Linked DNA regions of Mus musculus: all the other regions are linked to region 3. Evidence: chromatin contacts called from public promoter capture Hi-C data. All regions are on one chromosome and are shown on one strand. The core of a region is the stretch at or near the end of the contact, and the rest is flanking DNA. Distances in the headings are between cores, read along the strand shown.

Region 1 (3,876 bases), core at 177-2,676, 160 kb before region 3:
CATTCACCATGCTGGTTTCTTTAGATGGTTAAAAGTTAGAGAACTTAGCTGTTATCTTTTGTACTTATTTCTATATAACAATATGTGATATTTCTTACTTATATTGTCTATTAGAAATATGAGAGATGAAGAAAAAATAAAGCAAAGCAACAATGTAAAATTTAAGAAATTATCCATTAATATGAATTTTGCAAATAACACAATAAGAGTTTCTTTATCATAACATTTCTCTTACTTGAAGAAAAACACTCATGTTTTTAAATGAATGTAGGTCCTAATCCAAATTAATAAAAGTGTTATAATTTACTTAGTTCTGGAAACTTAAAGGTAAAAGCATTGTAGCATGTCACTGTTTTAAAGCTCTTAACCGTTTTACTGATAGGCCATAGAAGCCAGGATATAAAGATCATCTGTACCTGTTAATTCTTGTCTAAGACAACTTTAAATTTAGTCTTTTGCTCTTTAAAAAAAGTGTGTCTCAGTTAAAATAATACATACATGCATACATACATACGTACATACATACATACATACATACATACATACATACATACACAATACATTTAAATCGTAATTAACTTAAACTTAAGAATCCTTTAATAACCAGACAAAATGTTCCTGTCTTGGGAATGATACAAATGAAAACAAACATTCTAAATCAGAAATTTGCCCAGTAGAAAAAATTACAACAAAGCATTTTTTTTTAGCAAAATTGTTTAGCAAATTTTTTGTCATTTAAAATTAAGAGCAGAAAAACAAACCCAAGAAACTAAAGAGAAATTGATTCCTTTAACCGAAGATTCTTTCCCTTTGTCCAGTTTTATTTTAAAAATAATCTAAACAAATATTGCTTATTGAGTCATTTTAAATCAGAAATTTAAACTCACCTTGCTGGTCTTTTTGCTTAAACATTTTGCTTAATCGAAATTTTAATTTAATTTTTAGTCAGATTTTGCTTCCCCGATTGCGCTTTTATGATAAGTGCAGTCTAATTTAATATTTAGCAACCCTAAGACACTTTTGTAACAGTAAGAATACATACTTTAAGAGTTGAAAATTACTTTATCATCATACCTGTTGAGATTGCTCTAGTTTCAGGGACTGATGAATTGGCAATCCTTTAACTGAATCAGAAATGCCTAAATTCTTTAGCGAAGTTTCTTAAAAATCCACAGTAACTCAGTGTGCAGACAGGGCTGTCCTTTGAATTACTGGAGCAATTTAAGTAAATACAATCTGCTTGGAAAACACTTGGGTTGAATTAAAATTTTGTACTTCTTTTCATTATACAGAATTTTGTGGATTCAAAGTAAGATGTTTGTGCTCTTGGTCAGATTTATGTGGCTAACTTCTTTCTTTTCTCCTTAATTTTGGTTTGAGGTGTGGCAAGAATTTTCTCTTAATATGAAAGGCAAACAAGACTAAATGAAACAACATGTACTGATTACTGTTTTTATTTTCATTTTTATGCCAAAGAATTCTTCAGATTAAAGTCCACTGTGACCTGGAGCCCAGTGTCTCAGCAATTTAAGGTGGAATTCAAAATTGTATCCGGTTCCTGGGTTGACAGAGGCTTGCATTCACATCAGTGCTTTCCTTTGACTCTTGACTAAGAATCAGAAGTGGAAACATACAGCATTTCACATCTAGTTTACTTTGAGAATGCAGTAGAGTGCATTGGTTTCACAGATTAAAGGCACAGCTTTCCCACTTATAAAGACTACTAATAACTTTTAAAGAGAAATGAATTCCCTCAGCTATGTATGCTAGTGCCTTGCCTTTCGGCTCAGTACACAAAATAATTTTATAGTCCACTTTGTCTTTAAGTGGGATCGAATAAAAGCCTCTGCTGCTCAGTCACTTCTTCTACCTTTTATTGTATGGATTTAGAAACTTTCTTCATTTGCTGAAGGAGCCCTCCTTAAGAGTTGCAGCTAGCAAGCCTGCTTACTGCAAGGCTACATTTTTGTGCTAATGTTTTCATAGTTAAACAGAGTTAGCTGTGTCTCTTGGCATCAGCTGTTGAGTTTTTTGGAAAGACATTCTTTCAAGCTTGAGAAGTTTTGGTTCTTCAAAACAGTGTTTTCTATTAGACTTTATAAGTAACCTAGAGGATTTATTTTAATGTTTCAGATTTAAGAAAAGTATATAGTATTTCAACGGTGCTTTGGCAACATTGTAAACATCTAGTCTATTACTCGAGACATTGGTATGTGAAATGTGGCAGACCGCACTTGGGCCAAGATTCCATTTAGTTACCGATCTTTTCCATATGTTTCCTATTACTGTCTTTGTTCTTAAACCTCAGGCTTTCACACTCGGGAGAAGAACAAATCTGTATGTTTTTCTCAAGCATTGTTTTAGTCCCCTTATAGTTCTTTTAAAAGATTAAGTTAAAATCAGCCACTTAATTTTTAAATATAATTCTTTATTAATTGTATGTTGTGGTCTTAAAATAGTGATTCTGTTGTTCTTGTTTCTAGATTAGGTAGGAAAATATATCACTAATACTAGAGCACATTTTTTGAAAGTCTAGAACCAGAAGTGGTGATGCACACCTTTAATCCCAGCACTTGGATAGTAGAGGCAAGCAGATCTTTGAGTTCCAGAACAGCCTGGTCATCAGGATGACCAGACCTACACAAAGAACCCCTGTTCCCCAAACAAAAGTGTTTCTAGAAAATTTAAAGGAGGCTAGCAGTGTATATGATGTTGCATTTGGCAGTGACTGAAAATGAAAGAGGATAGGCGAGTTTCTGATTACTGATTTCTTAGGCAACTTCATTGTACCAAATGGAGAGAAGTCAGATGAATTGGTTTTAAAAAGTTTAAATTATATGGTAGAGTTATGATTTTATTGAAACAGACACGGCATCTCAAAGCTTAACAACATACTAGTGCTGGCTAGGGAAAGCCTCCTGGTTCAGCCTAATTAATATAATAGGTAATTTTTCTCATTTATTTGTTCATTGTTCAGCTCTTTAAAAAAAATTAAGTACCTATTTGTGTAAAATAGTTTAAAATTGAGGACTCAGTAGTGAGAATCTTATTGTCATAGAGGAGATAAGTAAAAAATAAAAGTTTATTGAGTGGTCAGAGTATAGCAGAGAAGAAATCAAGGTAAAGGATAAAGATAAGTAAGGTAGAGAAGTGCAGATGGGCAGCTCTGCTCCTGCTGTCTGTGAGCCGGGGTGGAGCAATGAAGTTACCCTATGGTGGGTGGTGGGAGCCAAGCACTGCACTGATGAAATGGGATGTTAAAGGTAAGCAAGGGAAAACCAGTGCGAGTGGTTGATGGATTAGAGTGTGACACAGTAGTAAGAACTCAGGTTTAGATGAATGCACACACGAATGACTATACATGATGGGTTTTTATAGACATGTGTACATACACAGGTTAGAATACATGTGTACATAGCCTTGCTTTGAAGCTTCCAGGACATGTAATTAATTATATCCTTGTAGAACTGAGCTGGCAACCAGATCTTGGGTTTAAACACCATTCTAAATGAAAAGGAACTAGGGCTGTGCATGGGGGAAATGACTGATCTAGAAGAACTGGGACAAGGAAAGTGTAAAATGGACCTGGGACACTGAAAAACACCAAAAGAAGCTCTTTGCAAAGAGAGGGATCTGTGAAGGTCTGTACCTTCATCAGCTCAGTTTTGCAATGAACCTAAAACTGCTTTTTAAAACAACCAAACGAACAAATAAACAAGGAAGAAAGGATGCAATACTGTTTTAGATAACAGAATTTTAGATGTTAATAAATATTGTGTGGGAGTAAGCCAAGTCAGTGTCAGAAGAGAGGGACTAACATGGCAACAGCCCTGCATACAGATGAAGAACAGGAGGTATCCTTGGAGGGTGGTGTTT
Region 2 (3,673 bases), core at 709-3,208, 190 kb before region 3:
CTGTTAACATCACACACACACACACACACACACACACACACACACACACACACCAACTAATTGCTTTGCGCTGAAGGTTGGATGTGAGTGATGATAAAAGTCATAACTCAGTGACATGTCATTACAGGTCCTTGGTACAAATTGGTAGAGTGAAATGTGATTAAAAGTAAATCCCTATAGTAAGGAGTTTTTTATTTGTTGGTACTCTATGTGATTGGCATGCATAGCCAGTAAGTATTCTTACATTCATTTCCTAAGACTGGATTTTTCTGAATTCTATAAACATAAGCTGGTAATACATCTTTTCCTAATTTATTTATAACACGCAACTCTAGGATCTTATGTAGCATTATTTATATAAAGTTCAGCTATCACCTTAAAGTCTAATGTCTCTTAAATTTTAATTCAAAATTTAAATTAGATTTCCTGTAGATAGTTTTGTTTACCATAGTTATTATTAATTCAGGAATCATGCATACTTGAAAAATATAATTACTTTAAATTTTAAAGTGCCTTTTTCCTTCTGAACTTATCAAATATTGAGGTTAAGGGGGAAAGCATGCATTTAAATGGGTATCATTTTAAAATGTAAATTTAAAGTAGAAATAAAAATACCTTAATACTTTTCCCATCCAGGTATTTATCTTCATAATCCTGGCTAAATTTGGTTTCTTCAGAATTGCCTGTTGCATACTCATAGTTAACATGTGAGTCCAGCTGCGACTGTGGTGCTTGCTGTGTCAGAGGCACGAAGAGTAGCAGGAGAAATGTAGAGTGCACAGTCTCCATTTCAGCAGACACAAGGTGACTGAAGTTAGGAGTGACTGACCTGATGACTGTGGAACGAAACTCTTTTTCCCTGGAAGTAAGAATGTAGACCATGGAAGCAGTTTTTAAAAGCTTGGAGAATATTTTGGCAGGATGGATGCAGTATGGGCTAGAGAACAAGTATTTAACTCTTAGTAGTCCTTAGTTAGATACAGTGTTTTATGTGCCAGTGAAGATTCTGAAAAATTCAGAAAGTAGTTTTATTTCTTACCCATCAACAATTTTAAAACTGCTGGTAAGTTTATTAAATGTCAAATGTCTTGAGTAGGGGTACTTGTATACAGTCAAAATCTTCTCGGGGTACCTGCAGTATAAATAGTTAATACAAAGATCCATAGTCCTGTGTCATGTGAGTTAAAAATATCATATTTCAGCATTGCTGCTTTAAAGGAACTCTTGATTCATATTGATGTAAAAGAAGCAGTTCTGAGAAAAGGCTTAAAACTTAAACCTTAGGCTTAACATCATAAAAAGTAGACATTAACACTTTTGAGTGGTAGGGAATGTAGGAAAAAACATTTAATCTTTCTAGTTTTATAAATTTAACAGATTGTCACTAGTTAGCTAGTAATGTTGCCTTTTTAAGCTTAAAATATGAAAACTTCACCAATACCACTTCAGACTGGCGTAATTTAATAAAACGTTAAGTGAGGAACTTTGGAGAATGTACTGGAAAGATTCTTTGAGGCACACCAGTGAATTTTAACTGCTGAATACAGGCTCACTCAGACTTTTAGAAAACTACAAACAGACTCACTTGGAGGTGCTGATGCTGCATTTATAGATGCCAGTTTGTCAAAAATCCAGTGGTTGAGATTTCAAAATAAAATGAGTTTATAACTTTTTCTGCTTCTAGTTCTAACCTACATCTGTCTTATATAAAATGATATATGAAAGTATTGTTAGAAATTAATTATTCAGTGAAAATGAAACTTATACTACAGATTACATTTATTAACATTTTAGAATCATACTTTCACACACAGTATCTAAATTAACATGTGAAAAACAAGCCTACCTTAGTATCTGGTTGAAGTCCTTGTGGTTTTCCTCAATAGGTATTCATCCCTGTGCATTAGTCCCAAGTGAGAGAGTGAATGAGCAAAGCTGTGGAATTGTTTCAAACTGCTGAATAAAGTTTCAGGGCCCAACAGTTTAAATCCCATGTGGAATTCAACAGCAGATTCCATGTGGTGGAAATCTTTGCCAACATTCCTTCTCGGGGTGAAATGCAGGGTGTTACAAGAGAGAATGTGCTGAGGATATTTGAAACTGCGGCACTAGGGCAGCTGCAGTGTACTGCACTCGGGATCCCTTTTACCTTGTGCACGAATCTTTTAGTGAATATTAGTTTATAAATCTTTTTAAAATCAGGCCTTTATTTTTGTGCTTTTCTGGTATAGAAGATGCTTACTTTTGAATGAAATAAAACACCAAACTGAGCATAGTCTTTGTTCTTTTTTTTTTTTTTGTTTTTTTTGTTTTTTTTGTTTTGGTTTTTCGAGACAGGGTTCTCTGTGTAGCTCTGGCTATCCTGGAACTCACTCTGTAGATCAGGCTGGCCTCGAACTCAGAAATCCGCCTGCCTCTGCCTCCCGAGTGCTGGGATTAAAGGTGTGTGCCACCACACCCGACCCGTCTTTGTTCTTAATTTAATGACAACTAAGGATTTTTGTTCCCATAATATAATTAATACAATAAAAATGTATATATAAAGTGAGTTTTAAAACAAATTATTTTATAGATTTGTCCTTTAGGGTTGTTGTTGTTGTTGTTGTTATTGTTACTGTTTTTCTGGAGGGGGTCATTCATGCTAGGGTTTTCTGGAGGGGGTCGTTCATGCTAGGGTTTCTCTATGTAGCCTTGGCTGTCTTGGAACTCACTTTACAGAACAGGCTGGCCTTGGACTCAGAGATCTACTTGCCTCTGCCTCCTGAGTGTGGGATTAAAGGTTTGTGCCATCACTGCTTGGCTGCATTTTGGTTTTAAATTCCTTTTTTTTAGTTCATAGAATTGTGAAATAGCTTTTAAAAAGAAGTTTGATTCCAAAATTTTGTAGTAGCAAAAAATTTTACTGAATGAAATTTTATATTCAATTTTGGAAAACTAAAGTAGGGAGTGGGTGTAGTGGTAAACACCTTTAATTCCAGCACCCAGGAAATATAGACAGGTGGATCCCTGTTAGTCTAGTCTACACTGAGTTCCAGACCATCCAGAGCTACATAATGAGACCCTATCTTAAAAAAACAAGCAAGTAAACAAACAAAAACAAAACAAAACTGAAGTAGTAGCATAGATACCATGTAAGCATCTTTAAAGTCTCAAATACTTATAATTTTAACACTTGAGAGTGAGAGACAGAGGATAGAGAATTCAGGGCTAGCCTGGATTACATAGCCCTTGTCCCCCACCCCCTATACCCCCCCAATTACTTTTATTTTATTATTCTTTGGCACTTGAGTAGTCACAATTATTTTTCCTAAAGCAAAACGTGGATAAATATTTAAAATAGAGCATGGGGGCTGGAGAGATAGCTCAGCAGTGTAGAGCACTTGTCCTTGCAGAGGAACTGTGTTCAATTCTCTGAAAGGAATAAGAAGTCACTAAAGAAAGTTCAACTAATGGTTGTGGCTGACCTAGGACAGAGATGCTGGAACAGAGTCTAGAGCATGCTTTGGATTAACTGATTCCTCAGCTGACTAATTGTGCATAGCCTAAACTCCCATTCTAAGTCCTGTAAGTGGTCTTTCTGACATGGTTAATCAACCCCTAAAACTATTGTGTGTGACCAGTCTCATCCAAAACAAAGACAGAACAAAGATAATATAATCAGTTCTGGGAAGAT
Region 3 (3,555 bases), core at 1,050-3,549:
AATGGGCAGTTCTCTTCAAGTCTCAACAAAAGTTCTTTCTGGGCAGGTTAGTTAAATAACAAGTCTTTCACGATACCTTTGTCAAGAAGAAGGAAAACATGACAGCTCTGCATAATAATAGGAGTGGACATTGTTTGCCCTGAACCTCATGGCCAACACAACCCAAAAGGCTAGGTGCCCGGGACAACTGAGTAAGAGACTGAATGACAATGAAATGTACAGTGAGCTCACAAGACTCCAGAGCCAAAACCAACCAAAGGAAGGTAAAGGAAGCAAATGCAGCTGCCTCAGGACAGTTAAGCTGCAGTAGCCTTGAGGGAGGCCACAGGCTTCAAGTCACACCCTCAGGCTGCATGGAGGGCCACCAGTGCTAAAATGCAGCAAGTTCCTGCCCAAGAGCCCTCGGGGTCTATGCCTGAGCCTGTAGACAGGACAGTGACCAGGTGGCTGACAGCCTAGTGAGTGGGTCAGAGGGCTAGCTGAGCCAGGTGGACAGGGATTTAAGGTACCGTACCTGAGAATGGACAAACCGCAAAGCTGTCACAAATCACGACGTAACTCAGACTGACAAGTAACAGTGGAAACTTCTGGAGGTGTTGCTAGGGGTAGGGGAGACAGAGAACCCTGATACAACTCTTCTCTGTGAAACTGGCTAGCGGTCCACCTTCCTGCGCACCCAAGCATGCCCCATATACTCCTGCAGCCCTCACTGATCTCCTCTACCCCAAGACCCCAGGTCCCCAGAAGGCTCATTTTCTCTCTCAATCCGTCTGCACGTGGCAGTGACAGCACGGATGTCCAGTTCCCCCACCCCAGCCCAGCTCCTGCAGGATGGGCCTAAGGATAGCTGTGTATGCATGCTACAGAGGAGGAAGGGCTGACAGGGGACTTTAGAAGAGCTTTTCAACTCAGTGACTGATGCTCGATCAGAAAGAGTGAGCATGCCTGGGGAGGCTAGGTAAAAGCCTCCCTCTCTCCAGGACTGGATGAGACAGGCCTGGGAAGCTGAGCAGAGAAACAAAGCTCACCTGCTCTCAAAGGAGAAGGGGGACTACAGACATGCCCAGGACCGAAGGGAGCAGAGTTTCTCCACCCCACTTACATTAGCACTCCTTGGTCACAAAAGGCCTTAAAACACTTCCAAGAGGGGCCTTCTCCTCTTCAGTCTACATTCTGAACAAATACACCAGGAGGTCAGAGGTGCCAACTAGACACAAGACCCAAGCTCTAGGCTGCTCAACACTCAGTACAGCTCCATACAATCTGAACTTCAGAGAGACAAAAGTACATCCTATTCCTCTCTTCACTTTCCTAATGCAGCCTACTGCTTCTCAGTGGTGGAGGTGTGAATCACCCCAGCTCCCTGAGTTATTAACCTTCTCACATGACACCTCCCCGCCTTCTACTCCCCCAGCCCACCACATTCCTGCTAGCTTGTAATCAGGCAGCAAAATGTCAGAGAAATCTGGGGCTGCACACAGATCCATCCATATGCTTCTCTTCCTTTAAATTCGCCTCCTTGGAAAGGACTACATCTTCTGAAACCGCCTTTCAAGTTGAACGAAGGAGAAACCATTTAAAGTATATGATCGGGACGCGAACCTGTGGCAGCGCCCCGTTCCTGACAGCGCAGCAGCAAGGCAGAACACCAGCTCTGTGGTTTCTCGAGGCTGAACTCCACTCGGTGGGCTGACAGCACTCTGGGAACTTTCCCCTGTGCTGCCCAGGCCCTGGTCCAGGCTCAGCCTCTGGCCCACCGTTGCCTGACAGTAAGACGAGCATCCCGGGGGAGGCTGCACGGTGTGAGGCCACGCGGCACGCACAGCGCATGAGGAAAGAGTACTGACGGGACAGAGAGAACCGAGAAGGGACACTAGGAGGAAAGGGGAGCCAACGGAGCTAGGGGTGCCGGGGATGAGTATGGAGCAGAGGAGGGTACTGTGGGGGTGCCAGGGAACCACCCGGGCGGAAGCTGGAGGAAGAGTCACGACCTGGGTACCTGGACGGTACCAGGCACAGAGCTTCGGGAGCCGTCGGGTGAGGCCCGGAGCCGGGCTGCCCGCCAGCCGCTCACCTGCGCGTGGGCCACCACAAGGCTCTTGTTGCCTTCGCCATGGTAACTCCATTCATTCTCGTCCATTTTCCCCTCTTCCATGCCCCGGCGCCCTGGAACTTCGCGGGCCGGGACGTGGGGACGAGAGCTGGAGGCCGCCCGCCTCGCAGGGCTCCCGCCGCAGCCGTCTGAAGAAAAGCGCCTGTCAGCTGCCGCCTGCGCTCTCAGCGGCGGCGACTTGCAGGCAAGGAGCGCCGGAAGCCACGCCCCCGGCGGCCGCCATTCCCAGAACGGTCAACTTCCGGGTCCCGCCCACCTTACCCTCGACGTCCAGGGTGGTAGGTGGAGTGGAAGCCATATTATGTGCTGGCAGAGTGACTCACTTCCGAAACGCGGACCTGGGAACCGGAAGGGAGGTTTCCGGATCTGCTCCCGGACCTTGAGGCCGGCGGCTTCCTGGCGCCCCGAGTCCGAGGCGCTCACCCTCGCACTGTCCTAGGGCCACGGCTGGATCTTCGTGGGGCTGCAGTAAGGCGCCGGGCGACTCTGAGCCTCCGCTTACATCTGTAGAATGGGATGCACCTTCAATGGCCTTGCTCCGGCCAAGAGAGCCATTAGGTGGTGTTCACACTACTCCGGGAAACGTGGCGAGGAAACCTCACCGTGGAGCCTTTGCCCCAAGACATCCAGAAATGCAGATGAGGCAATAGACTCTCCCACCCCATCCCAGCAGAAAGCAATGACCTCAGTTTATCCTTTAATGCGGGGAAGATTGGCCCTGCCTGGTAGAGCTGCCTAAAGAATTATATGCGGTCCTTGTGCTCTTAAAAATGATTTGGGGCTGGACATGGTGATGCTCTCAGCATTCTGGATGTGGAAGCAAGAGATTTCTAGGAGTTCGAGACCGGCCAGGGTTACTTAGTGAGATCCTGTCTCAAACATAATTTTCATATTTGTGTTAAATTGTTTGGCCACAGCACTGAATATTGCTGTAACTGGTGTATGTGAAGAAAATCCAGCTTAATGCAGGCAGATAGTATGGGTTTTTTTGTGTTAATTTTTCCAAGGAAGACTGGGAAAAAAACAAAAAAACCTGTTCATTCTAAATAGGACACCAACAACAGACTGAAAGATCCTAATAGAATGTAAAAGGTCACAGAAGCCCTCAAATTGGCAAAATAGATTTCATTGTTAGTAAAAGTAGCTTCACTGATTTAGAAAAATAGAGGTGCACAATGCTCTGGCCGCGCCTTGAACCCGTGTGTCTGCCAATGTTCTGACCGTTCCTTAAACCCAGGTGTGTGCCCACTGCTGCACCTCACTGCGAGGTGTTTGTGATATTGGTTGCTGGGATAGAATCGAAAAATCTCCCCAGTAACCACAGCCGGGCCAATCCAGAGTTGCTCCACCTGCACCAGACTCTTTCCTTGTACCCCTCCCATACCCATTTCTTAAGAATAGACATTGTTTAGATCTGGAAATCCCCTACTCCCCCCTTCTCC

Evidence for each region. Promoter capture Hi-C pulls out the DNA fragments that hold promoters and counts their contacts.
Region 1: a promoter capture Hi-C map of embryonic stem cells shows a contact between it and region 3, with 2.6 times the contacts expected there. The contact joins the promoter of Omd here to the promoter of Ippk in region 3. A contact is called at or near these places in 11 of 39 promoter capture datasets (the C10 cell line, the HPC-7 cell line, the SN4741 cell line and 7 more), 1 of 115 datasets of contacts at active chromatin or transcription factors (the SCID.adh cell line) and 2 of 9 other capture datasets (adipose tissue and liver).
Region 2: a contact with region 3 is called in a promoter capture Hi-C map of liver. The contact joins the promoter of Ogn here to the promoter of Ippk in region 3. A contact is called at or near these places in 17 of 39 promoter capture datasets (the 3T3-L1 cell line, 3T3-L1-derived adipocytes, the C10 cell line and 11 more), 2 of 115 datasets of contacts at active chromatin or transcription factors (the SCID.adh cell line and embryonic limb bud) and 2 of 9 other capture datasets (adipose tissue and liver).

What each region holds. Positions count from the first base shown.
Region 1 is chr13:49,580,012-49,583,887 of GRCm38.p6, reverse strand. It overlaps Omd (osteomodulin), which reads right to left and starts at 1,426. Exons shown (of 3, transcript NM_001360708.1): 1 at 1,075-1,426. All of the region lies in intron 5 of Cenpp (centromere protein P), which reads left to right.
Region 2 is chr13:49,606,300-49,609,972 of GRCm38.p6, reverse strand. It overlaps Ogn (osteoglycin), which reads right to left and starts at 1,958. Exons shown (of 7, transcript NM_008760.5): 1 at 1,847-1,958; 2 at 616-859. The coding sequence starts at 789. All of the region lies in intron 5 of Cenpp (centromere protein P), which reads left to right.
Region 3 is chr13:49,419,986-49,423,540 of GRCm38.p6, reverse strand. It overlaps Ippk (inositol 1,3,4,5,6-pentakisphosphate 2-kinase), which reads right to left and starts at 2,299. Exons shown (of 13, transcript NM_199056.4): 1 at 2,075-2,299. The coding sequence starts at 2,155.